3 separate regions of the Sus scrofa genome follow, and all the other regions are linked to region 1. Evidence: chromatin contacts called from public Hi-C and HiChIP or PLAC-seq data. All regions are on one chromosome and are shown on one strand. The core of a region is the stretch at or near the end of the contact, and the rest is flanking DNA. Distances in the headings are between cores, read along the strand shown. Region 1 holds the start of BLOC1S4 (biogenesis of lysosome-related organelles complex 1 subunit 4). Region 2 holds the start of KIAA0232. Region 3 overlaps KIAA0232.

Region 1 (3,216 bases), core at 386-2,885:
TCAATGTGTGCCCATCTTTTAGTCAAAATGGGTTCCAGCGCAAGTGCTTATGGGACGGTTAGCACAAGTTATTATGGCCTAGCATCCCCTTCCTTCCTGACCCCTCATGGTCTTGATGCACATGTGATGTTGGGGTCTCCCTAACCCTGAGCATGGGAAGTATGTGACCTTTCGATGTTTGCCCAAGCAGGAATTAGCTGTTCTCTGGTCTGGCCCTGCCACTACCTTTGCTTAAAAGTGCCCACAGGAGGAGTTCCCATCGTGGCACAGTGTTTGGCGACTCTGACTAGGAACCGTAAGATTTCGGGGTCGATTCTTGGCCTTGCTCAGTGGGTTGGCGATCTGGCGTTGCCGCGAGCTGTGGTGTGGGTTGCAGACGTGGCTCGGATCCCGTGTTGCTGTGGCTCTGGCGTAGGCCAGTGGCTGCAGCTCCAATTAGACCCCTAGCCTGGGAACTCCATGTGCCATGGGAGCAGCCCTAGAAAAGACAAAAAAAAAATGTCCACAGGAGACAAAGTCCATTTATTTACTCTGTTCTGTTGTTATTTTTAAAATTTTTTTATTTTTTGTCTTTTCAGGGCTACACCTTCGGCATATGGAGGTTCCCAGGCTAGGGGTTGAATTGGAGCCGTTGTTGCCAGCCTACTCCACAGCCACAGCAATGCCAGGTCCGAGCCGCATCTGCAACCTACACCACAGCTCAGGGCAGCACCCAGATCCTTAACCGACTGTTTGAGGCCAGGGATCAAATCCGCAACCTCATTGTTCCTAGTCTATCTCAAAGAATAAACAGGAGGCTGGCTGTAAAAGTCTAACCTGGAGCCTACCCACCTTGTGCCTCAGTATTATATTTTGACCTGGTTGGAGGTTACATGGTTGTATGGATATGAACAAAACAATAAATGTGTACTTTTTTTTTTTTAAACTATACCTACTGCATATGGAAGTTCCTGTGCCAGGATCGAATCCAAGCTATGAGAAAGCAACACTGGATTCTTAACGCAGTGCTTGGGCCAGGGATTGAACACCTGCCACTGCAGAGACAAAGCCAAGCCCTTAACCCACTGCACCACAGCGAGAATTCCATCCATGTGTACATTTAAGATTCATTTATTGTATTCGTTATACTTTCATATTTTTAAAAAGGGTTCTGAGAGTTCCCGTTGTGACTCAGTGGGTTAAGGACCTATCCTTGTCTCTGTAAGGATGCAGGTTTGAAAAATAAAATAAAATAAAAATAAAAATAATTAAAAAAAACCAAAAGGATGCAGGTGTGATTCCTAGCCTTGCTCCGTGAGTTAAGTATCCAGTGTTGCCGTAAGTCGCCATGTAGGTCGAAGATGCCGCCCAGATCCGTGTTGCTATGGCTGTCGCACAGGTCCCAGTTGCAGCTCTGATTTGACTGTTAGCGGGGGACCTTCTATATGCAGGCGCAGCATCAAAAATATAAAAAAGGGTTCTGAGCATGAACGTATACGCGGGGCCTGAGTGCTCCGGCCGCTGCAAGCGGAGGTGGCGCGGGCGCGCGCACGTGCCTGCGGCGGGCAAGGGACCAGAAACAAGGGGATTGCGCGGCGCAAAGTGCGCGCGTGGAGGCCGGAAGTGTGGCTGCGTGCCATGCGTGCGCATGCGCGCTGAGACCGGAAGTGGGTGGAAGTCTGGGCGTCGCGCGCCATGGAGGGTGACCCGGTTGGGTGCCTGCGGCCGCTGGAGGTGCCAGCGGCAGAGGAGGCGGATCCCCAGGTAGCTTCTTGGAGCGGGGACAGCGGCAACGTGTCCCAGAGCCACAGCAGCGCCTCTGGGCCGTGGGAGGACGAGGGTCCCGAGCTGGGCGCGCCGGGCCGGGACCTGCCGCTGCTGCGCCGCGCAGCCGCCGGCTACGCCACCTGCTTGCTGCCCAGCGCCGGGGCGCGCCCCGAGGTCGAGGCCTTGGACGCGAGCCTGGAGGATCTGCTCACCAGGGTGGACGAGTTTGTGGGTATGCTCGACATGCTGCGCGGCGACTCCTCCCACGTGGTTAGCGAAGGCGTGCCTCGCATTTACGCTAAGGCCACCGAGATGCGTCGGGTCTACAGCAAGATCGACCGGCTCGAGGCCTTCGTGGGGATGATCGGCGCCAGCGTGGCCAGGATGGAGGAGCATGTCGCCAGGGCGGAGGCCGAGCTGGGGACTTTCCCTAGTACATTCCGGAAACTCCTGCACACAATTAACGTGCCGTCCTTCTTCAACAAGGCGCCCTCCAGCAAATCCCAGCTGACGGGATACGAGCCCCCCGTCGTGTTTCGGACAGAAGACCACTTTCCCTGTTGCAGCGAAAGACCTCAGGTGTGAGTCTGCCGCACAGCGCTGCAAGAGGACGCGGTCTGAAATTATCAATTGAAAGTGCTGTTAATAGACATGCACGATGTTGGAGTTTGGAATTTTCAAGTAATTTTTTGCACACTTCATTTCTCACGTCTTCATCTCACATAGGATATAAGATTTTCTTTTTCTTTTTTCTTTTCTGCCCTGTGGCATGCGTTAGTTCTGGGGTCAGGAGAAGAACCTGTGCCACAGCAGTGGCTTAAACTATAGCAGTGACAACACCAGATCCTTAACCTGCCGAGCCACCAGGGAACTCCAGGATACATGATTTTCTATGTCTTCCAGTTCAGACTTGAAAGCTACTTGGTGTGGGGTTTGTGCGGGTAGGGACCAGGAAGCAAAATAAATGAATTTATGTATGCACTGTGGCAGAACTTATTTATTTTACGGCTCAACTAATAGTAATATCTTTTCAAGATTTGCATACTTGTATACACTTAAGAAAACTGAGCCTTTAAAGCCTTGTTAATTTGATCCCAATAGTGATTCAGTTTTCCATAGCTTACTTTTACTTTATTATTATTATTATTATTGTTATTTGTCTTTTTAGGGTCACACCTGCAGCATATGGAGGTTCCCAGGCTAGGGGTCCAGTCTGAGCTGTAGCCGATGGCCTGCCAGAGCCACAGCAACAGCAGATCTGAGTGGCATCTGCGACCTACACCGCAGCTCACGGCAACGTCGGGATCCTCAACCCACCGAGTAAGGCCAGGGATCAAACCTGAGTCCTCATGGATACTAGTCAGGTTCGTTAATTGCTGAGCCATGATGGGAACTCTTACTTTATTATTATTATTATTATTTTGCTTTTTTTAAGGCCACACCCTTGACATACGGAGGTTCCCAGGCTAG
Region 2 (3,510 bases), core at 682-3,181, 64 kb after region 1:
AATTTGTGGTGTATAAACACTGGTCTGCAGCAAATGAGAAACAAAGTCAGTAACTGTGTGTGTGTGTGGCTATAAAGTTGCCAACTGTGTTTCCTTTCTTCTGAGAATATCTGAGAGATATTGTTGCTACAGTCATGGTTCAATCCCTAGTGGTTCCAGGACTGGCTCCATACCCAAACTAGAGGATGCTCGAGTCCCTTATATAAGATGGCACAGTATTTGCGTACAACCTGTGCACAGCCCCCTCCCCCAGACTTTAAATCATCTCTAGATTACTTATAACACCTAGCACAATGTAAATGCTATGTAAATAGTTATAAATACAATGTAAATGTGAGGTAAATGGTTGTGGCAAATTCCAACCTTGCTTTTGGAACTTTCTGGATTTTTTTTCCCCCTGAATATTTTGATCCCTGGTGGGTTGAATCTGCAGATGCAGACTCATGGATACAGATGGCCAAGCGTATTTTTAATTTTCATTGTTAATAAGTCCTTTCCACAAAACCATGAATGTAGATGACAACAAAGTGAACAATGTGGCAAAAGCCAAAAGTTGACCACTCTGCAAATCCCCTATATCTGGGGGGGAATTTCACTGGTCTGTGAAATCCCAGGTCTGGGAGCACCTGGGAGCTAGACTCCAAAGCTCACTACTTGTCCCTTCTTGGCACCCAGTTCACTCTGGAACTCCCGCGTGCACACTTTCATTCTCTCCCTCTTTTCAGAGTTTGATCTCCAGCCAGGCCCAGAACAGGTGCTCCGAAGACACTGATTGAATGCATTGTGATTCATATGGGATGCAGTCAACTGAGAAGAATGCCACAGAAGAAAATTGAGGGGAAGCTGATGAAGGGAGAGAGCTGTGTAAAGGGAGAAGACCCCAGGTCTCAGAGCCAGGAGCTTGGGTCCAAATCCTGCAAGAGGCGGGATGGTTTAGGGGAGTCAGAAAACCTCGCCTACTCACGAGCAGTAAAGTTTAGGAGAAATCGGTAACTATCTCTGAGCCTCAGTTCCTCTCCCGAGTAATGGGGATGGTAGCCTTGACCCAAGATTCTTCTCAAGAACAAAGGACAAGGGTACAGGAAACCCCTTTGTAGACAGTCTGTACATAGTTCGTGGTCCATTCCTCCAGCACCCCCGCCCCTAGGATCCAGTTTGCCCCTTCCAGTCTGTCAGTGAGCTGGTATGGGAACTTTGCTTCAGTTCTGAACAGAAAAGTCCAGTGGCCAGCATCTAGTAGGTGCTCAACAGATACATCACTGAACAACGGCAGGTAGCGCCCCCCCCCCCCCCCCCGCACAAGTCCTCGTCCCTCTTTTGTAAATTGGCAATCTCCCACCCGGGCTCAGGGCTCCTTCCTCTCTGCTGCCTATGATACTTAAGCTGCCTTTTTAAGGACAGGCCTAGAAATCACATTTAAGTAAAGTGGGTGGGTGTGAAGAAACTTTGACTAAAAGGTTAGTGCACATTTTTGGTTCCCACTTCCGAATCTTCCAGAATTTATTTTTGCCTACTTAATAAAAACAGCCATGTCACATTTCTTTAGCTTGTCTTCTGGGTTAAAAAAAATGTTAAACCGCCCACTCCAGCCATCCCAGGACGCAGCGAGGAGGGGGGCGCAGACAGGTGGAGCATGTGCCGGGAAGCAGGAGCGGCCGAGGCGGCCCGGGGGCGGGAAGGGTGGCGGCGGAGTTTAAGGGCTTTTGCCAAGAGCAGCCCCACGCGCCCCTCCGCAGGGGCAGCCTCGGCTCCGACAACTCGCACACTGGGTGGGCTCCCGCCTCCGGCCCTCGAGCCTCTCAGGACCCAAGCGCGGCTGCAGAGCTGGCCCGGGCCAGGGGGCCCTCCGCGCGCCCGCACGCCCCCGCCCCGGGGCCCCGCGCCCGCTGGAGGGGCGGGGCCCCGGGGCGGGGCGGTGGCGCTGATGTAATCCCGGCGCCTGGGCGGAAGGATATGGAGCGCGCCCGGTTGGCGGGGCGCTGAGGCCAGTTGCCGGGTAACGGAGCGGAGCGGCCGCGGCGCGCCGCCTCCCGCCCTCCGCCGAGTGGCGCCGGAGCCGCCGCCGCTTTACGTAAGGCGCAGGCCAGGGCCGCCCGGCGCTCGGCAGCGGCTCGGAGCCCTCGGAGCGAGGAGGCGCCCTCGCCGGCCGCCGCGCCGCCCGGCTGCTCAGCAGGTACCGCGGGCGGGCGCAGGGTGGGCTGGGGCCCCTCGGCCCGGCAGGCGCGGCCGGGCCGGGCGGGCCGCCGCAGCGGGGCTCCGGGGCCGGCCTGAGGGAGGCCGGGCCGTCCCGCCGGGCCGCGGGCTCCGCGAGGACCCCGGCCGGGCCCCGGGCGTGCGGTGGGCTGCGGGCCCGGCGACCCCCGCCCTGGGGACCCCTGCGCCGGGCTCGGCGCGCGCGGGGGGCGGGCGATGAGTCCGCACAATGGGCCGGTGTCGCCGCGCTGGGAGCGGCTCTCTGGGGGGAGGCGAGGCGGGGAGTGGATGTGCGGCCGGGCTGCGGAGCCCGGGGAGCGGCGGCCGCGGGGCTCCCGGCGCGGCCGGCCGGCGGGTGGGCGCTCGCGGCGCTGCCCTCGCCCCGCCGCGTCCGCCCGCCCCCTCCCCTCCTGCATTGTCCTTTAGGGGCCGGGGAAGGGAAACCGCCGGCGGGGGAGGGGCGGGGCGGGGCGGGGCCGGCGCCGACTGACGGGCCTGCGGGCCGGTGGCGCTGCGCGCGCGGGGCGGGCGCTGGCGGCGGGGCGGGCCCTGCGGCGCAAGGTTCGCCGAAGGTTACGGCCGCCCGCGGGAGGGACGGGCCCGCAAAGTCACCCGCGGCGGCGGCGGCGCGGGAGGGCCGGGGCCCGCTGGGGCGGCTCCCGAGCCCTGGCGGCCCCGGCGGCCCTTCGGCGCTGCCGGCTCGGCGGCGTCCGAGGAGCGGGTGGTCGCGTGGGAAATGCTGCCTGCCGCGCCGGGACGCGGCGTGCGGCGCGCGGTTGACAGGCCCTGCCTGGCGCCTGGCGGCAGACCCCCAAATCGTGACAGGCCCGGTTTAAGATTTCTCTTTGGCCACCTTTCAGTTTCAGTCCTTTCTCGGCAAGCTCTGGAGACCTAACCTCGTAGAGTGTAGATTGAGCGGCTCGGGGGACATGCGGTGCTTTGAAATGGTTTAACTCACTGTGCTTTCTGCTAATAAAGACCCGGGGAGGATTCCTGGCTGTCTAGGTTGGCTGCTTCATTCAAGTTCCTGAGAATGAGTTTTGCTTCTCTGGGTCTTCGCTCGTTTTGAAAAAAAAGCAGGGGTGGAAGACTGGTGTGGGGGGAGGGGTGCGCAGTTTTGATGACTAGGTGATGCTCTGGGTAAAACTAACTATACAGTCAAATCCCCAAGCTAGGTTTCTCTTATGCGGTATAAGCCCGAACACCTTGGCCGTTTCATAGGCTTTGAATTTAACGAGGGGAAATCTACCCCTCCGCAGCCTGAAGGTCACATAGCCTCCCATCGGTTATTTTGGATTGATCCATTCGTGAGTGGGT
Region 3 (3,176 bases), core at 124-2,623, 110 kb after region 1:
GTTTGTCTTTGAGCACCGTGTTTAAAAAGAACCTTTCCATTCTCACTCCCCTTTCCTACTTTATTTTTCTTGGAAACACTTGTAACTAGCTGGGATAGTATGATTATTTGCTATATTTATATTTATTTGTACATCTCCTCTCCTGGAATACACAATTCATGAAGTTAGGGACTTTGTCATATTTTCTGCTTTATTCCCAGCCCTTAAAACAATTTTCGGGACCTAGACGATGCTCCTGTTTTTACAGAAGAAATGAGTAGATGTGTGCTTCTTTCTCAGGTGGGTGGCTTGTGTGTGCAGGGCAGCAGGATGCAGATACTGGCCCTCCACACTGGGCCTGCCCCCAGAGAAGTCCCAGCATTTCTTCTCTCATCATCCCCCCACCCCATTTTTTATAGTGGTGAAATACTCATAACATAAAATGTACCATCTTTCCCATTTCTAAGGGTGCAGGTCAGTGGTATTAAATATATCCGGTATGTCTCTCTGCTGTCACCACCATTCATCTCCAGAACTCTTTTCATCCTGTGAAATGGAAATGTTATAATTCCCCTTTGCCTCTAGCCCCTGGCAACCACTACTGTACTTTCTGTTGCTATGATTTTGACTGCTCCTAAGTATCTCATATCAGTGGAATCACACTTTCTGTGGCTGGCCAGATCCGAGCCTCATCTGCGCCCTACGCCGTAGCTCATGGCAATACTGGATCCTTAACCCACTGAGCGAGGCCAGGGGTGGAACCTGCGTCCTCATGGATGCTAGTCAGATTTGTTGCCACTGTGCCACAACGGGAACTCCATGGATTTCCTTCGTTTTTAAGACTGACTCAGGAGTTCTCGTCATGGCACAGGGGTTAACGAATCCGACTAGGAACCATGAAGTTGCGGTCGATCCCTGGCCTTGCTCAGTGGGTTGAGGATCCAGTATTGCCATGAGTGTGGTGTAGGTTGCAGATGCAGCTCAGATCCTGTGTTGCTGTGGCTCTGGCGTAGGCCAGTGGCTACAGATCCAATTCGACCCCTAGCCTGGGAATCTCCATATGCCACGGGAGTGGCTCAAGAAAAGGAAAAAAGACCAAAAAAAAAAAAAAAGGACTGACTCATATTCCATCCCATGGATGTGCCACACTTTGCTCAGCCACCCATCAGTGGGCACACGGGTCTCGTCCACGTTTTAGCTGGTGTGAACTGTTGCCTTGACCATGGTGGGCAGTCATCTCTCGAGAACCTGGTTTCAGCTTTGAGCGGTAGGTATAGACCCAGAGGGGAATCACGGGATCTGTGGTAACTTGTGTTCAGTGTCTTGAGGGACTGATACTGGCTGCACCGCGTTCCAGCCCAGCCCGTGCACAGGGTGCCCTCGGCCCAGAGCCTCACCAGCACTTGTTAGTTCCTGTTCTTGGTTTTGCTTTGTTTTGTTTTAATGGCGCCATCCTGATTGGTGTGAGGGTAGCTTGTTACAATTTTCATTTGCATTTTCTCTGATGATTGATGATGCTGAGCCTCTTTTCTTGTGTGTATTGGCCATTTGCATATATTCTTTGGACACTTTCAGACCCTTTTCCCATTTTTGAATCTGATATTTGTTTTGTTGTTTCCGAGTTTTAGAATTTCTCTCCAGGTTTGGAAATTAACCTCTTATCAGATACATAATTTGCAAATATCTCCTCGCATTCCGGGGGGTTGCCTTTTCACTCTGTTTATGGTGTCTTTCAGTGCCCCAGATTTATAATTTTTTATGAAGCTGAGTTTGTCTTTTTTTTTCTTTTGTTACTCGTGCCTTTGGTGTTGTAATACAGAAGTCATTGCCAAATCCACTGCCAGGAGGCTGTGCCCTTTGTTTCTTCCAAGAGTTTTGCAGTTTTAGCTTTTATGTATAGGTCTTTTGACTTAAGTTTTAGGAACGGTGTGTGGTAAGAGTCCCTCACTCTTGTGCATGTGGATATGTAGTTTTTTCAGCCCCACTTGTTGAAAAGACTGTCCTTTCCTCATGCAGTGGTCTTGACACCTTTGTGGAAAATCATTTGAGCACTTAATACGATGGTCTATTACTGGGCTGTCTCTTCTAGTCCTTGATGTGTCTGTCTTTGTGTCTGCCAGCACCACGCTGTTTTGATGACTGTAGCTTTGTGGCAGTTTCTTTTACATCCTCTGTTTAAATCTCGCCTCAGGCCCTATCATCTAGATGATTGCCTTTTCTGTTTTTTTGTTTTTGCCCGCAGGTTAAATAAGAAGTAATTCCAGTATTGATGGCCGTTTGAGAGTGCTCATGTTTGTATTCAGCAACGCTTGTTTGTTCTTTCAGCCACCCGGAAGCATGCCCTGCAGGTTGTCACTGTTAGTGTAGCATTTGCAGAGCTTTCCTTTCTACGTTCCTGTCATGAACAGCAACAGTTACAAAATCTGACCCATCCTGAGTTCCTCCAGTGTTTGCATATACTTGGTTTTTTGGGATGTGTTTTTTTTGGTCTTTTTTCAGGGCCGCACCCACGGCGTATGGCGGTTCCAGGCTAGGGGTCCTGTCAGAGCTGTAGCTGCCGGCCTACGCCAGGGCCGCAGCAACAAGGGGTCCGAGCCGCGTCTGCGACCTACACCGCAGCTCACAGCAATGCCAGATCCTTAACCCACTGAACGAGTTAAGGGGATCGAACCTGCATCCTCACGGATGCCAGTCAGGTTCATTAACTGCCTAGCCATGACAGGAACTCCAGTACTGCATATACTTGTATTTCAGTGATCATTCACTCAGTGGACAGTAATTTAAATTAACTTTACACGTAAGGAGAGTGAAAATAAAATTTAGAGTGGGAGTTAGTACCAGCAGTGCGTACACGGATTCACATGCACACACTCCCGCAGACCCGTCATAAAAGGGGTGGGGTTTTTGGTGAAATCTTTCCATAGAATTGAGAAAATGTTTTGAGTACAGCTCCTGCATTTAATGCACATTTCTGGTTTTTTCCTCACCCATGTCCATGACCTTCTGGACACTGGCAGGCACCAGGAGCCAGGGGATGCCTCGGGAAGGTCCCTCGGAGTCAGCTGCCAGGTCAGGGGTCTGTGAAGTGCTCTGGCTGTGCACAGCCTGGGGCACTGCAGGGGTACGTGGCAGCAGGAAGGCCAGGAGATGACCGTCGAACAGCCTTGAAGGAAGAAGAAAAGAAGGGCCCGTTCCCG

Evidence for each region. Hi-C and Micro-C count contacts between places; a contact is called where the count stands out from the background. HiChIP or PLAC-seq counts read pairs in DNA pulled down with a chosen protein or histone mark.
Region 2: a contact with region 1 is called in a Hi-C map of liver, with 2.9 times the contacts expected there. The contact joins the promoter of KIAA0232 here to the promoter of BLOC1S4 in region 1. A contact is called at or near these places in 1 of 5 promoter capture datasets (liver), 13 of 47 Hi-C or Micro-C datasets (alveolar macrophages, brain, embryonic fibroblasts and 5 more) and 2 of 2 datasets of contacts at active chromatin or transcription factors (alveolar macrophages and skeletal muscle).
Region 3: a contact with region 1 is called in an H3K27ac HiChIP or PLAC-seq map of alveolar macrophages. The contact joins the enhancer-like site here to the promoter of BLOC1S4 in region 1. A contact is called at or near these places in 1 of 5 promoter capture datasets (liver), 4 of 47 Hi-C or Micro-C datasets (embryonic fibroblasts, epiblast stem cells, liver and 1 more) and 2 of 2 datasets of contacts at active chromatin or transcription factors (alveolar macrophages and skeletal muscle).

Annotation. Positions count from the first base shown.
Region 1 is chr8:4,094,209-4,097,424 of Sscrofa11.1, reverse strand. It overlaps BLOC1S4 (biogenesis of lysosome-related organelles complex 1 subunit 4), which reads left to right and starts at 1,635. Exons shown (of 1, transcript XM_003356845.4): 1 at 1,635-3,216. The coding sequence starts at 1,675. The coding sequence ends at 2,331.
Region 2 is chr8:4,029,816-4,033,325 of Sscrofa11.1, reverse strand. It overlaps KIAA0232, which reads left to right and starts at 1,931. Exons shown (of 13, transcript XM_021100968.1): 1 at 1,931-2,173.
Region 3 is chr8:3,983,123-3,986,298 of Sscrofa11.1, reverse strand. All of the region lies in intron 3 of KIAA0232, which reads left to right. Among named protein-coding and RNA genes, the nearest start is that of KIAA0232, 47 kb to the left of the region's middle. Within about 2 kb of position 1,373, at least 3 of the 83 cell types and tissues checked have an H3K27ac peak or open chromatin away from gene starts, as enhancers often do. A contact at or near this core is called in alveolar macrophages, where this site is marked.